2 separate regions of the Zea mays genome follow, and region 2 is linked to region 1. The links are chromatin contacts, called in public Hi-C maps. All regions are on one chromosome and are shown on one strand. The core of a region is the stretch at or near the end of the contact, and the rest is flanking DNA. Distances in the headings are between cores, read along the strand shown. Region 1 overlaps LOC103639580 (a long non-coding RNA gene). Region 2 holds the start of LOC103639582 (beta-galactosidase 5).

Region 1 (7,893 bases), core at 3,360-5,859:
TCTAGAAGGAGACCGCGAGTGAGAAGAAGTGTACTGTATGTGGTGAGCGTAGATTCGTTGAGGTTGAAAACGACGATGGTTTGACCATGACGACGAAGATTGCACGTAAGCAGCTTCGTAACATGCCTCTTATACCTCGGTTGAAACGTTTGTTCATCTCTAAGAATACAGCTAGACACATGAGGTGGCACAAAGAAAGTCAAATCGAGCAGGAAGTGGCGGCTGCTGAGATTTTCCAAGATGACGAACTTAGCAGCACGTTTAATGTACAAACTGAAATGTTGGAAGAATCTTTATTAGGCAATCAAAATGATATAGAGGTTCCTCCAAAAAGAAAACGAGTGACGAGAAAGAAGAAAGTTACTTGGCGTCCATTAAATCGACGAAAGCAAGTAGATCCTGATTTTGATTACGATTACGATTGACGAGTATGGATCATGATTTTATTGAATATTTTATATATATATATATATATTTAATTTGTTTCATTATTTTATTGTCGATTTATGTACTAACTTGTTTTTGTTAAAATAGGATGTCAAAGAAAATGAGGTCTTTTGCTCGTAGTTTGCTTGGGACGAGGAGTAGCTCGATGAGCAGCTCAAGGGGTGAGGATTCAGTTTTTCAGGGCACAGGTTCTACCATGAGCAGACGGAGAGCGCTGGCAGAACATTTGCCTCCACACGATGTAAGTTAGTTGTTAAATTGCATTATTTGAGTTACTTAATATTGTATGATGTAAGTTACTTGTTTCATAGGATGCTGAAATCGAGGAACCGGTGGTAGAGGATCATGAGAGAAATGATGATGAAGATGATGGTGGAGATGATGTGGGAGATGATGCTGAAGACGATGTTGGTGGGTATTCTACAGGCGTGGATTCTGGGGTTGGTGGAGATTCCGCAGCTAGGTCTAGAACTTCTCGAGTTAGGAGAACGAGGAAGCTGTATTTTGTTGGACCACCTCCAGAGCTTCCACCCGAATCTCGGGTTTTGATAAAGCCTAGTGGAAAGTGAGTGACATATCTTTGCTTAAATGTTATTGAAAGTTATGTTTTAATTTCTACATTGTTTTCTGTTTCCAGGACTTGGATCGACGACTCGTTCACAGACACAGGACACTACAGGCAGGTGAACATGGTCCTTGGTAATCTTGTTCGTCTGCACTGGCCTGGTCTTGTGACTTTGCCTAGTGGCGAGTTTGTCCTCGCCACCACTTGAGAGCATTATCGCTATGGTGTCTGTAGAACGTTTGGCAACACACAGGCACTAGTTTGGGATGCATTCTGGGTATGAATTGTTTATACTAATTTAGTTATCCCATATATGGTTGCTTTTATGATAACACTAATTTTTTGTAGAAACGGACAAGTTGTCGGACGATGGATCATATGATATGAACGCTCGTTACGTGTTTGAGTATAACGTGAACGATGTCGTTGCAGATGCAATGTACTATGCACGAATTCAGGCTATAAAGGCATGGTACAGAGCAAGTGCTGATGATCGACCGATGCCAAATACTAAGGCCGAGTGGTCATCAATTTACCTTACGGAGGAGCAATACCTTAAGGTAAACAGGCTGTTGCATCTCATATCGCACGAATCCATGTATTTGCTTTATTGAAAAAATTTCATGTAGGTGTCAGTGCCGTGGATGGCCACCCGATCAGAGGGTTATCAGGGCTTGTGCAGATGGTGGGCTTCCCTTGAGTTTCGTGCCATTTCCGAAAGGAGCAGGGGAAACCGTGGGACTGAGTCGTTCCACAACTACGGCGGCGATGGTCATGTGCGCTTGGCTAAGCAAATGGTAAGTCACAGTATGTTGTAACTTTAAATTACATAGAAATGTGTCATTCTAACTTGTATGTACAGGAAGTCAAATTCGGCCGTATGCCACAGATGTGGAGGTGTATATGCAAGGGCATAGGGGTTCTGATCCTCAGAATCCTGATGTTTTATGCACTCAAACGGCCACCGACCGTCTAGTGAGTTTTTGGTACTCTATTATGTGTTTGTCCATCAATTTGGTTATGCACTTATATTTGATATTGTTTGCCTCCAGGCTTCGTATGGGTAGGAGATGGTTCAACGCCATGGACAGGAGTACGATTGGAGGAGCCAGCCAATCGACCCTCAGGCAGCATATGCTAGCGCAGGAGGACAAGCCCATGGACAGTGGGATTATTTGATTTGGATTTCAAAATTATCCTCATATGCTTGCGATTCAACTTCGTCCATGATTTACTATACTAAATGCATGGTTCACTCTTGTAGGTTGGGTATTTTTTTTATTCTACGATTGATTCTAGGGAGCTGAGACGCCGTGGACGACATTCCACATCGTCGTCTTCACAGTCGTCCCGTTCACGATCATCCGCGCAAGAGATAGAGCTTGCAGTGTTGCGTCAACAGGTAGAGTATCATCAATCAGTTTTGAGGGAACAATTGGAGTACCAGAGGCAACAATCTGAGTACCAGAGACAACAAGCTGAGTACCAGAAGAAGAAGGACGAGTATTATGCAAACCTCTAGGCCCAAAATCAAGCTCTTCTCTCGGTAATTTGAAGTAACATTTTGTACCTTATTTTGCAAAACACAGGATGTGTATCTTATTTGCTCAACAATGGCTTGTATATAATTTTTAGCTTCTAGCCCAACAAGCGGGCGTCCCGATGCCCACATATGGGATGCCGCCTCCGGACTCTGCACTGCCGATGCCAACGCTGGCGCCTCCACCTCCGCCTCCGTCACAATTCCCTATGGTATGTACACATATGCGTGTGTGACATGTTCATAGATGTCTTATGTGTTTAAATAAAAAACTGAGTGGTTACTATTTCATGTGCGTGTGTTATAGGGATTTCAGACACCACCCGCTTCAGTTGCCACACCTGGAGATGGGTCTGGTCAAGACGACACATCACATTCTTGGGTGAACAACCTTTTCAACACGCATAGTCCAGCCGGAGGAAGTGGCTATAACTCGAACCAACCAGACGATGGATATGAGTGATAGTTCATCAAATGTGTTTAATTTGGAACTATTACTGTTCATGTCAAACCCTATCCGTCGAACAATATCAGTTTTTATTTTGGACCTATATGTTGATGTAAAAGACTTGTTGAGACTATTTGGAACTATATGTCGTTATGTTAAATTTGTGAATGTGGATACTTATGTGAGTATATTTGTGATTGTGAATATGTGGTTGTATATGAACTCTGCGTATATTTGCAAGAAATCTGTTTTTTTGTAAATGTTAGATTTTTTGAAAAACAGAATTTTGTGTAATTTCTGAAATTTGTTATGTCCGATGGCCTGGCGTCAGCCGTCGGACATAAGGGTTGGTTATGTCCGAGGACTTAATATAAACCGTCGGAGATAACAAACCCTTATGTCCGACGGCTGACGTCAGGCCGTCGAACATAACAGCTGTGGGTCCCAACAACTGACCGGTAAAACGGTTGATATTTACTATCTCCGACGGGTGGTTGCGGCCGTCGGAGATAGCTTATGTCCGACGGCTGTCGTCGGACATTACGTTATTTCCGACCCATATGTCCGACGGCCAGAGACCGTCAGAGATAACTAAATACCATCGGACATATGCTATCTCCGACGGTTTAAAGCTTATGTCCGATGGCTTTGACCGTTGTAAGTTGTTTCGTTTATTGTAGTGAGCATTCGCAGTCACTAATGAAGACATGCTCATCAACATGTTCCCGCCATCATACAATGAATTTCATGCCAAATTGCATGTCAGCTTCTTCCTACAGGTTGAGGACGATCATGGCCTATTTTTTGGTGCTCCAATGTGTCATCATGCTGCTGTGAGTTGTGCTCGGGAACATCGTCCTGCCTGCTTATCAAGTGGTGGAGGATGTTGTTCTTTACTGTCACATCAAACAGCCTTTTTGGGTGTTTGGTTCTATGGACTAAAGTTTAGTCCGGGTCACATCAAGCGTTTGACTTTCAAATAGGAGTATGAAATATAGACCCAACCAACTGTACTAGATTCGTCTCACTTTTTAATCTTCGGCTGAGAAATTAGTTTTATAATCTGACAAATTAAATACCCCGAACGGAGGTTCAAACATTCGATGTGATAGAGGCTAAATTTTAGCAGGGGCAAACCAAACACCCCCTTTGTCTTCAGCTGTTGTTGGCGGAAGACTCTGCTTGACATAGTGACTATTATCTGTCACTTGGTCAGCGTTTTCAGGTCTGGGAGATGCTTTTCAGTCAGTTGGACTGACGGAATGTGGGCAAAACATGACATGGGCATGGCTCTCTGAACCACAATCGTGTGTGTAGGGATGAAAACGAACGTAATGGGCAGGAAACTACGTCTCTTGTTTTCGTTACCATATTTTTTTATTAAAAACGGAAACGGAAGCAGAAAAGACGGTAGCGAAAATGGTTAAAGAATATATATGTATACGAAAACGAATAAATACAAACGAATATACAACGAAAGCGGACGGACTACACGCTGTTGTGCTCCTATTATGCTGCTGCTACTGTGCACGTGTAGCTGTAATGGACTGCTACTGTTAGCCTCTTGTGCCTGGCTGTAACGCCTAATACCGCTGCTAGCCTACTGTTGTGCGCGTGTGGCTGTTGTGGCTCGTGCCCTCAAGCACAGGCCGGCAAACGGGTGGATGTAAGTGGGTATTTTAGGCGGGTTTAAAAAATGAGTTTATTTTGGTGGTTGTGGTGAGTTTTAATTGTAAATGAGTTGGGTTGGATGCGTTTATTTTGTATTGTGGGTCAAAATGGTTGATATCCATGGGTGTAGATGGGTTTGCATAGGCGTGAGTTTCCATAGGTCTTCATCCATCCACACATGGTTCTTCCACACATGGTTCTTTTCTTTTCACTTCCAGTGAGATTTATGTGTTGTTCGGTGAGCTTCTGATGCTACTTAGATGTGCCTTTCCCCTGTTGCTAGCTTCGAGCTTGATCAGAGACTCTTTCCACTGCTGTTAGTTTATATTTCTTGCCAAAAAGATTATTGTTCATTAAGGATCTTTAACATATGTTTTTTGTTATTTTCTCGAGACTTAAATGTTCATCGACCAAACTTGTTTTTGTATCAGTGTATAATATTATTGTCACTGTTTTTTATGTCGTGGACTATGTTTTTTGTACATCATTGAAACTACCTATAAAATTGTTATTGTGTATCAGTGTATGTGTATGCAGTTGGCTTGATGTGAGACAATAATCTGAACCCACGGGGTTTACATGGGTTTCCACCCAATTACGGGTTGATTTTGGGGTCAATAATATTATTGGATGGGTTAGGTTTAATTTCCTTCTTATATTTTAAGCTAGATGTGGGATGGATATCAAAGTTATTATATTTGAGTATGAATAGGAATGGGTTAGATTTTTTTGCCATTAGCAGCCCTACTCAAGCACGCACGACACAAGCAGGCAAGCATATTTAAGTAGCAACTAGCGGTACAAACACTAAGAACTAATTTGTAAACCATAAAACTAGAGAGATTAAAAGGGCTAAAATCTTTTTTTTATTTAATTTTAAATAAATAAGAAATAGATTTTAGCTTTTCTAATTTTTTCGATATTTTAGTTTTCAAACTAGTCATAAGGGTCTGATTGGTTGGCTGTGTTTGAGGTTCGCTGGACGCAGGGATAAAGCACTAGCGAAGCGCGATGTCGAAGGGATAAGCCGAGCAGGGACTCCCGGCCTAGGCACCGCCGTTGCAACGGATTGGCCACGAAAACAGAAGCCGCCGTTCGAAAATAGTCAAGAGCTAGGGTTGTGTACAGTGCACTAGTGCTGTAGCCGGCTAGCGGCAGTGGACCAAGTTTATGGGCCGACTGATTGACTAAACCAAAGTATCTCCTGCATATTAAAACGAGAAAAAAATTGGAATTTTCCGATACAATACAGAATACCATAAATACGGATAGAAAACACCCTAAGACTTTGTTTTAATACTCTAGTATTGTTCTCAATCCACGTGTGTTAATATGTATTGAAGTGTAAATTAGTTTAAGTTACACTCTAATCCACTTCAATACATATGGATTGAGATCAATATTAAAGTATCCAAACTTGGTCTAAAGGCTTGTTTGTTTTACCATTAATCTATATAAATTGGATGATATTGAGTCGGTTTAAATTCATAACAAATCAAAATACATCTCAATCTATTTCAATACACTCTGATTAGAATATCCGAACAGATCGTAACTATTTTCTCTCAAGTTCTCGGCCATACGCCCATACCTATCCCAGTTCTCATCCCGTTTTTGAAAAACGGACGGTTCAATACGCGACTGTATTTTTCTGGTTCGTTCCTTGTGGCCTGGGTCACGCTGGACTCGATTCAGTGGGGACATGAACGATCAGTCACGCACTCACGCTGGTCTTTTCTAACGTTACAATGGAGGCCAAGCCTGCCAAGGCATCGTATTCTCGGACACGATGTCCGTATCGACACACTGCTGTTGGCATGCCTGCACGGCTGCACTGTCCTGTAGTAGCAAAAGGCGCATTGCTAGTTGTAGCGGAAATTTGGGCCTTTCCCTTTAGGCCTTTTCGGTTGTGTATGGATTGGATTGGAGTGGATTGAAGGGATTAAATCCCCTTGTATTCAATTTTGACTAGAGAGGGATTTAATCCCTTCCAATCTACTTCGATCCAGACGCAACAGAACAAGCCCTTAAGATAACCACATCAGAATTGTATAGCGCGAGTGAAACCGATGATTCAGGATCAGGATTACACTACATTACTTTACAAATTTAAGCATTTAGTCCACCAATCTCCATTCTAGTAGTTGGTCTAACAGGGGTCAAGTAGCAAGGCACAACACCCCATCTCCAGTCTTGAGCACGCTGTCAAGCTTTTGCAGAAATGAGAAACTAATGGTGGACGGTGGTGGTAGTAGCGTACTTATGTAGTTAGCTATCACTAGATCTCAACTTGATGGAGAACCCACCCGGATGAGCTCACCAGTGTTAGTGTGGAGAATAGTTGCAGGAGTAGTTCATGGGCACGTGCAGACGAATAGCTCCTCTTGCGAGGGCTCGCTGCGTTGGGGCTTAACCTGAGGGAGTCTCAGGTTATCTCCTCCAAGACCAAGAAGAGAGCAGTATGTACAGGGGATTCCTCCGGGATCTGAAGTTGCCATTCCCTACCACTCTCCCCACTCTTCATTGCCTCACCCTGCAAATTTGAACCTTTCTCTTGTTACTGACCAAAACCAAGATGATATTTGCAACCACACAGGACGATCAATGCAGGCACGAACGAGAACCATCAGTAAATCACAAACGATCCATAAGAAATATGAAAACGGCTTTGCTTAGAACTGAATTCCGGATACGTCACTTCTGCAGACAGTGGAGCCCACTGCACAACTGCACAAGCACCAGACAGCTCTCTCTCTCTCTCTCTCTCTCTCTCTCTCTCTCTCTCTCTCTCTCTCTCTCTCTCTCTCTCTGTGCCAACAATAATTTTTCCTACAGTAGATGAGTACCAAAATTCTTAGGCCCTGTTCGTTTTGTGCTAAACCATAGGGATTAAGGAGGATTAAATCCCCTACAAGTTAAAATCATCTCTAATCTCTTTCAATCCTCCTCAATTCCTATGGTTTTAGGATCAAACGAACATGCCCTTAAGGGGAAATGGGACCAGGACAAAATGAGCACATACTGAATCACTAAACTTCATGCTGGTCCTAACACACGCTGAGTCGTGGTTGCCAAACACACGGATAGTGTATTGATGCAAAACAATCCCAACCAGGATAATTATGATTTATGAGCACCACACAATGACATAAACAAATAAAATACTAAAATATCAGTTCATGAGAAAAAAAAAATAAAACGCATCAGTGCATCACTAGTTGC
Region 2 (7,893 bases), core at 1,527-4,026, 95 kb before region 1:
GTTTATTCTACCGAATTTATAAAATGGATTTATGATACACCATCTCATTTAGAACGAATTGATTAAACGAACATGACTTGCGTGCGTCCTTGTCGAGATCGCAACGGCAGGGACATGTAAAAAGGCAAAAGGACAGGTATATTTGGAAGTGTAGTGTGTCATAAGCTATAAAGGCGGTCTTGGTAGTTAAAGGAGCACGAGCACCCGTTTTATTAAGCAACCAGCTTAGCTCTTACGGCAGGCATTTACACCTGCAAAGCCACTAGCTATAGCACCGTGACTCTTGCAAATGTGCCGGCACTATGGAACCCATCAATCCAGTGAGGCTTTGATGCTCTTGTTCAGACGAAACTTAGCACCTTCTATTTTGTAGTAGTTGCCAGCACAATAACGAGCGAGTTGTCTATGCAGCTAATCGTACTGTACCTTCTCTGTCTTCCTTACATGTTTCCCCACACAAAGTGTAATCGCATTTGGTAAACATGTACTCTATTTTCTTGAAGAATGGGGAGTAGGGGGAGTACAGCTCTACAGTTGACACACAAAACTGAAACAGTCCTTGCTCTTGCTTAGGGCCTGTTTGGTTCAGCTTTTTTCTGACTAGCTTTTCTGAAAATCTGGCTGTGAGGAGAATCTGGCTGTAGGGAGAATCTGAGTATTATTACGATTACGTGTGGAGAAAGATAAAGTTGTTAATAGGGTTCAGGATCTAGAAAATGACGAATTCATACTATTACAACGATTCAACCGATTATGTGTTTATGTTGATTTTGGATGGTTTTTGCCTCAACGAATTTTATAGAAGCTGGCTGAAAAGCTGAGCGTTTGGCAGTCCGCAGCAGCTTTTGGTGGCCAGAAGCTGTCAGAAGCCAAAACAAACATGCCCTTAGAGTCGGCCAAGCCGGCACCTCCATTCGGCCAGGCAAAGTCATTGGAACCGGGCTAGACTGCCTCAGAGACCCAATCAGCTAGGCCAGCTACAACTCCGACTTACTCGTGAAAACCTGACCTAGCCGATTTTGGTGGTTGGCTAGGCCGACTTTGCTAGATTTCGAGTCGATTTATTTTAAGTTGGTTTTTAGAATTTAAAACTTGTCGAATACACTTTGGATTAGTTTTTTTATTAGGATACGACCATCCTCGTGTATATATATATATATATATATATATATATATATATATATATATATATATATATATATATATATATATATTTTGACGAGAGGATCGTGACGGAGTTGAGACATTTAACCAACATACAGTCGACCAAAATATGTCTATCATCTATTTTTCATCCCTTAACTTGTTGTTCGTCGTATCTTTCCATAAGATTTGACGACGTTCTAGCACAACAACACCGTATACCATTTTCGGCGACCAGAGTTATTTTTTGCGACTGGACCCTGACCGCCGAAAATAGCTTATTTTCGGCGTCTTCTGGCCGCCGAAAATGACTGTAGCTCTTGTAGTGTAGGTACCCATCACAAAAAAATATACCCGTCAGGTTATCCCATATATGCTCGCGAGTATAAAACCCTAACCATACCCGTATCTGCATGGGCAATTTTACCCGTCGGGTAACCCGTACCCACTAATAAGGATGTCTCAAATTCAAATATTCTGATACAAAATGTCAAATAAATACACAAAAAAGTTCAGCTTTAAATATAACAAACATATGAAAGGGTTTTATTTTAATCAAGATGGACTTTATTAGATAATAATAACAGTATGATATGGGTATATTTTACCTACGGATATGAGTAGTATCCACTCGTACCCATCTACCTAACGGGATAGATGTTGTTGCCCATTAACATACCCGTGTGTATAGAATAATCGTCCTATATCCGTCTACATATCAGGTAAAACATGTTGGTTATTCGGGTTTCGATTACCCATTGCCATCTCTAACCATCGAGCTCAGGTGCCCGCAGATTGTATCTGTTTCTCTCTATTTCAGGAAATGTGCCCCTTGTCTCGCGATTGCACTGTCGCCTCCACGTCGTTCGACTACTGCTGCTATGTTCTTCTCCAACAGACCAACACAACTCTCTAACCGCTCCCCCACCGTCCACCCCATATGGGGAGAGAGGAAATCCCCCCCCCCCCCACTTAGTGCTGATTTGGTGGACAGAGAATTGGAGGGGATCCAAGGGGGAATAATCCCCTCCCTATTCAATTACTCTCCCATGGATCCCCTCCAATTACATGTCCACCAAACCAGCCCTTATGGGTGAGTTCTAATTTCTCGTACTTTAATCACTTTATTTCTTTGTAATATTAATGATTTTAAGTATCATAATATGAAAATAATGTGTATTATGCTAGTATAAATAGTCTATGGTTTTTCAAACTTAAAAAATGATGATAAATATTAAATAACTGAATTATAGTATATATGAGTGTTGAATATGGTGAATAATTTGAGATGTCTTGTGCGTGGGGAAGTATCTTTTGGGATGATGTAGTAAAATATAATAGAAAATATAGATAGTGAGAGAAATGTGGGGGAAATGGTTGGAGATGGTTTTACTAATGATTCACTTTTTACCTAGCGGATCAAAACATAAGACAGCTGATAGTTAGCTCCCTAATTAGCTGTGGGTTATTATTAACCAACTAAACTCTTAGCTGCCGGTAGATTCCACCAGGACCTAAAGTTGCTCATTGCCAAACAAAGCCAAGTAGAAAAAACGAGCATCAATAATTTCTTCAGTTACTGCTTTGACTTTTATCTTCCATTAGTAGTGAGATTGCTAGTTTGGCCCCCCCGGGAGACAGACACAGCAGAGAAGGACGATGGACCATGGTCAGCCACCCAGCAGCATGATGAGCTGCCATCTTTGTACTGCTCCTCCCCTCCGGCGCGGCGGTGCCCCGCCCGCCTCCGTACACACACACACGGGTCGCGGCTAGCCGGCTAGAGTCTCTTTTCCAAGCCCACTCTTTTTTCTCCTCTCCACTTCGTTACGCGGACAGTGGGAGGAGCCACAGCCATTATAATAGCACGCCATACGCCAAAAGCTCCACTGGAGCCGAGCAGCTACTCCTCCCAGTCCCAGGCTCACTGTCGCTCCTCCCAAGAACCCGCCCAAAGAATCCTAGAAATCCAAGAAAGGGAGCAACCAAAACAGGAGGAGGTCTGCAGGAGGAGGAGCAGGTCAGCAGGAGGAGGTGGTGCTGAAGGGGAAGATCTCACAAGTGTGTGAAGACCACACAGTCTCGCGCACTCGCAAACCCAGTGCGCGCTGCGGTCTTCCTCTTCGCCCACCTTCTTGGAGCGGGGAGGTTGGCCATGAGGAGGTGGTGGCCGGCTGCCCTGCTGGGCTGCGCAGTGGCGGTGTCCGTTCTGGTGGCCGCCGTGGAATGCGCTGTGACTTACGACAAGAAGGCGGTGCTGATTGATGGGCAGAGGCGGATTCTCTTCTCCGGATCCATACACTACCCCAGGAGCACCCCTGATGTAACTGCATTCTACAAAATCTCTTCTCCCCCCACTATTCCCTGGAGAGGTTTATGGCTGCGGTCAGCTGTTTCTTGATGCAATGCTCTCAAAAGCAAATTGTTTTAGCCGCCCCTCTTTCTTCCACGGTTAGTTTATTGGATGGGGTTTGAGATTTTCTCGGGGATTGTCCCCTCCTGCCTCCCTCCCTTGTGTTTTTCTCTATAGCAACCGTGTTTCTTGGTCCCTTAGCATTTGGATAACCTAAGCTAAGAAATTTCCGACGAAAAAAAACTATTTTCGGTGGTTTTGTGGCATTTTTTAGAATCTATGGATCTGAAGTGAGTGCTTATTCTTGCCTTTTCTTTTCAATCAGATGTGGGAAGGGCTGATTCAGAAAGCTAAAGACGGAGGCTTGGATGTCATTCAGACCTATGTCTTTTGGAACGGACATGAGCCTACGCCTGGAAATGTAAGAAACTTGACACCTCTGCTATTCCATTCCGCTGCCATCATCATTAACTCATACAGGATTCGGATGGTATTTTTTTTCGCTTCGAGCAGTACTATTTCGAGGAGAGGTACGATTTAGTCAGGTTCATAAAGACGGTCCAGAAGGCTGGCCTGTTTGTACATCTCCGCATCGGTCCCTACATTTGTGGCGAGTGGAACTTCGGGTATTTCTCCATTTCCTGAAATCACCTCCGTTAAAAATGGAGCATTACCGTGTCTCCAGTTTTGGTGGATATGCATGCAGTACTCCTGTCTATTGACTTCTATTGCTATGCATGCAATTTCGTAGCGGCTTCCCAGTTTGGTTGAAGTATGTACCGGGCATCAGCTTCAGGACAGACAACGAACCTTTCAAGGTCGGCCCGTGAAATCACCCCACCAACAGTCCTGGATCTAGATGGAGACACCTTTTTTTTTCTTGTCATCGTTGTAATGCTGCTCCCTGTTTGTGCAGACGGCCATGCAGGGTTTCACTGAGAAAATTGTGGGAATGATGAAGAGCGAAAACCTCTTTGCATCCCAAGGTGGCCCAATTATCCTCTCTCAGGCAAGTATAATCTTTTCCTTAGATTTGGTACAAAGGTTATGATGATCGAGTTACTGCATATGGGGATAATCAGTTGCCCCTAGTGGCTAATACATCATGTTAATAGCTTAAATCACTTCAAGTTTTTTTAACTATTGGTGTAGCAAATTTACACGCTCTTGCTAGTTTGTGTCGTTACACCTTGAAAAAAAACTCGACCTGCAGGATAAAACCGTCCCCACGACATTATAATAATAAGAAGACCTTCTCACGTAGGTCGAGAAAACCCCGAACCTGCCCCACCCATACACAGCGGCACCATAGCCTATGTGACCAACTTAGCTAAGATGCTCTTTCGCTGTTACACCTTGAATCCTTGATACAAGTCTGAAACTGGAGTAGCATCTGGTGGATAGTATATCTAGTGCATGCTATTCACTACTGGTGGCATGCAAATTAATTTACATCTTAAACGATATTTTGTTGCACAGATTGAGAATGAGTATGGGCCAGAAGGCAGGGAGTTTGGTGCCGCAGGTCAGGCATATATCAACTGGGCAGCAAAGATGGCAGTCGGATTGGGTACTGGTGTGCCGTGGGTGATGTGCAAGGAGGAGGATGCACCTGATCCAGTGGTATAGTAATCTTGCTCTATAATTCCATTTGCATTGTGTTTATATGGTCTATGGGTGGTCAAATTAGTAAAATTACCGCCATGTGCTTCTCATAATGTGCCCAGAAGCTTGTCTGTTGTTTTTCTTTACTTCTGCAGTAGCATAATTCCTGTAAAAAATGATGCTGTGGTTTTGATAATCAAAATAGTGGGATTCATCCCCTGTTCTAAAGAATGACATTTCTGATGTTTATCCAAATGCTTACATTCTATTATGTTACCTTGGAAACTGAATCTCAATTCATGCCCTGCATGCATGTGGAGGACCAAGATCAAATCAATGCCGGCTCACTTAATTTTGATTCTGATGATTGTGTACTGTAGCATGCTATGTTTTGCAATTGTCTGTGCTGTAGAACTAGTTCTTGAAATTTGATTTTACTCCTAACAGATCAATGCATGCAATGGTTTCTACTGTGATGCATTTTCTCCTAACAAACCTTACAAGCCCACAATGTGGACTGAAGCTTGGAGTGGCTGGTAAGTTTTCTCTTTTCCTTTTCTTTTTGGATTGTTATTCTTATCCAATAGTCATTGACGCGGTCAAGATCTCTTCTGTTTCTGTTTAATTTTAGCAACCATATGTATTAACATTAGCAACGTGTGCCCTAACAAATGTCCACAACATTTTAGGTTCACGGAATTTGGTGGGACCATCCGCCAACGACCGGTTGAAGATCTTGCATTTGCTGTTGCTAGATTTGTACAAAAGGGTGGTTCTTTTATCAATTACTACATGGTATGGCATGAAAAGAGAAAGCTGTTATATTGTTGTTAAGAAGTTTTCTCACACTTTGGGTTTGGGAGATACTCATGATTGGTGGTTTACTGGTTTTTGTCGATAGTATCATGGAGGAACAAATTTTGGGCGCACTGCTGGGGGTCCCTTCATCACAACAAGCTATGATTATGATGCTCCAATTGATGAATATGGTAAGTTTACTAGGAGAAATTCTATTTTTTTGGTAACCATGACCTATATGTGTATAGTGTTTCATTTTTTTAGAAAAAATTGCAGCTAAATAATCTAAACATATTGGCGTCTATCCAGGCTTGCCTGTAACTGCATTTTGTAGAATAAATTTCTTTTATAAGTTTAGTTAAATTTCGTACTCATTCCTTGCTTTGTTATGTCCAGGACTTGTTAGAGAACCAAAGCACAGTCATCTTAAAGAACTCCACAGAGCTGTTAAGTTATGCGAGCAGGCTTTGGTTTCTGTTGACCCAGCAATTACTACCCTTGGTACCATGCAAGAGGTATGCTGGCCAGCCTTTCTCCTCACTCAGTGAACTGTATATCATATATTGGTCGATGCGCCACTTACATACACCATCCGTACCAGGCCCGCGTCTTCCAATCTCCATCTGGTTGTGCAGCTTTCCTTGCAAACTACAATTCTAACTCCTATGCGAAAGTTGTGTTCAACAATGAGCAATACAGCCTACCACCTTGGTCGATTAGCATCCTTCCTGATTGCAAAAATGTTGTTTTTAACAGTGCCACAGTAAGTTCCACTTATGTTTATTTTCAGTATGGCACATTCTCCTCTTATTGCATTTGCCCCCTTCTGTTCCCCAGAACTGTATGATGACCTGGTTTACCTGATTACAATTGTTTGTCCCTGCAGGTTGGTGTTCAGACATCTCAGATGCAAATGTGGGGAGATGGTGCCTCATCAATGACGTGGGAGAGGTATGATGAGGAGGTTGATTCTCTGGCAGCTGCTCCATTGCTCACCACAACTGGTTTGCTTGAGCAGCTTAATGTCACGAGAGACAGCAGTGATTATTTGTGGTACATCACCAGGTAATGTTGTATCCATGTCTTGCAGTTATCTTACCAATTTGTATAAATGTAATAATCTCAGATGAGGTTGTTTTTTCTTTCCAAAAGTTTGTTTGGATTTCCTGAATCCTGACTGTGGAAGCCTGTTTTTTTTCTTTGGTCTTGCTCTACTTCTCAACATGGATGAGAATATTTTTGTCTCTCAAAATCTCTTTTTTATGTCTACAGTGTTGACATAAGCTCATCTGAAAACTTTCTACAAGGTGGCGGCAAGCCTCTGTCTCTCAGTGTGCAGTCTGCTGGTCATGCCTTGCATGTCTTTGTCAATGGACAACTTCAAGGTATCCACTGAGAAAAACCACCTGTTTCTGAATATTAGTGTCATGGAACATGCTTTGTGAATCAGACCTTTTATTTCACTGCCGTAGGTTCTGCTTATGGTACCAGGGAAGATCGAAGAATCAAATATAATGGCAATGCTAGCCTTCGAGCTGGTACTAACAAAATTGCACTGCTGAGTGTTGCCTGTGGATTGCCGGTCCGTCCCATCATCAATTTGAATTTATATTTACTGATCTTCTAACCTAGTATATAACTGTTCAGATATTTTACCTGATATAGAATGTTGGAGTGCATTATGAGACGTGGAACACTGGTGTTGGTGGTCCTGTTGTGCTTCATGGGCTGGATGAAGGTTCACGAGACCTTACTTGGCAGACTTGGTCCTATCAGGTATGTTTAACGCTACATGCTTTGGTCAATGACTTATTGTCAAGAAAGAAGCTAAACTTGTTTTTCTCCATGCTAGGTTGGCCTGAAAGGCGAACAGATGAATCTGAACTCCATAGAAGGCTCAAGCTCAGTTGAATGGATGCAAGGGTCATTGATAGCTCAAAACCAGCAGCCATTGGCCTGGTATAGGGTATGAACAAAATGTGGTGTTGGTAGTT

The links. Hi-C and Micro-C count contacts between places; a contact is called where the count stands out from the background.
Region 2: a Hi-C map of ear shows a contact between it and region 1, with 1.8 times the contacts expected there. The contact joins the promoter of LOC103639582 here to the enhancer-like site in region 1. A contact is called at or near these places in 3 of 25 Hi-C or Micro-C datasets (ear, leaf and tassel) and 1 of 3 datasets of contacts at active chromatin or transcription factors (leaf).

What each region holds. Positions count from the first base shown.
Region 1 is chr9:159,607,952-159,615,844 of Zm-B73-REFERENCE-NAM-5.0, reverse strand. LOC103639580 (a long non-coding RNA gene) reads right to left here. Exons shown (of 2, transcript XR_559543.4): 2 at 6,684-7,204. Among protein-coding and RNA genes, the nearest start is that of LOC103639580, 6.0 kb to the right of the region's middle. Within about 2 kb of position 4,609, at least 7 of the 20 cell types and tissues checked have an H3K27ac peak or open chromatin away from gene starts, as enhancers often do. A contact at or near this core is called in ear, where this site is marked.
Region 2 is chr9:159,700,725-159,708,617 of Zm-B73-REFERENCE-NAM-5.0, reverse strand. It overlaps LOC103639582 (beta-galactosidase 5), which reads left to right and starts at 2,776. Exons shown (of 19, transcript XM_008662315.4): 1 at 2,776-3,466; 2 at 3,822-3,917; 3 at 4,010-4,122; 4 at 4,248-4,314; 5 at 4,413-4,505; 6 at 4,976-5,119; 7 at 5,549-5,637; 8 at 5,791-5,896; 9 at 6,003-6,090; 10 at 6,296-6,414; 11 at 6,501-6,662; 12 at 6,786-6,964; 13 at 7,172-7,284; 14 at 7,372-7,481; 2 more. The coding sequence starts at 3,299.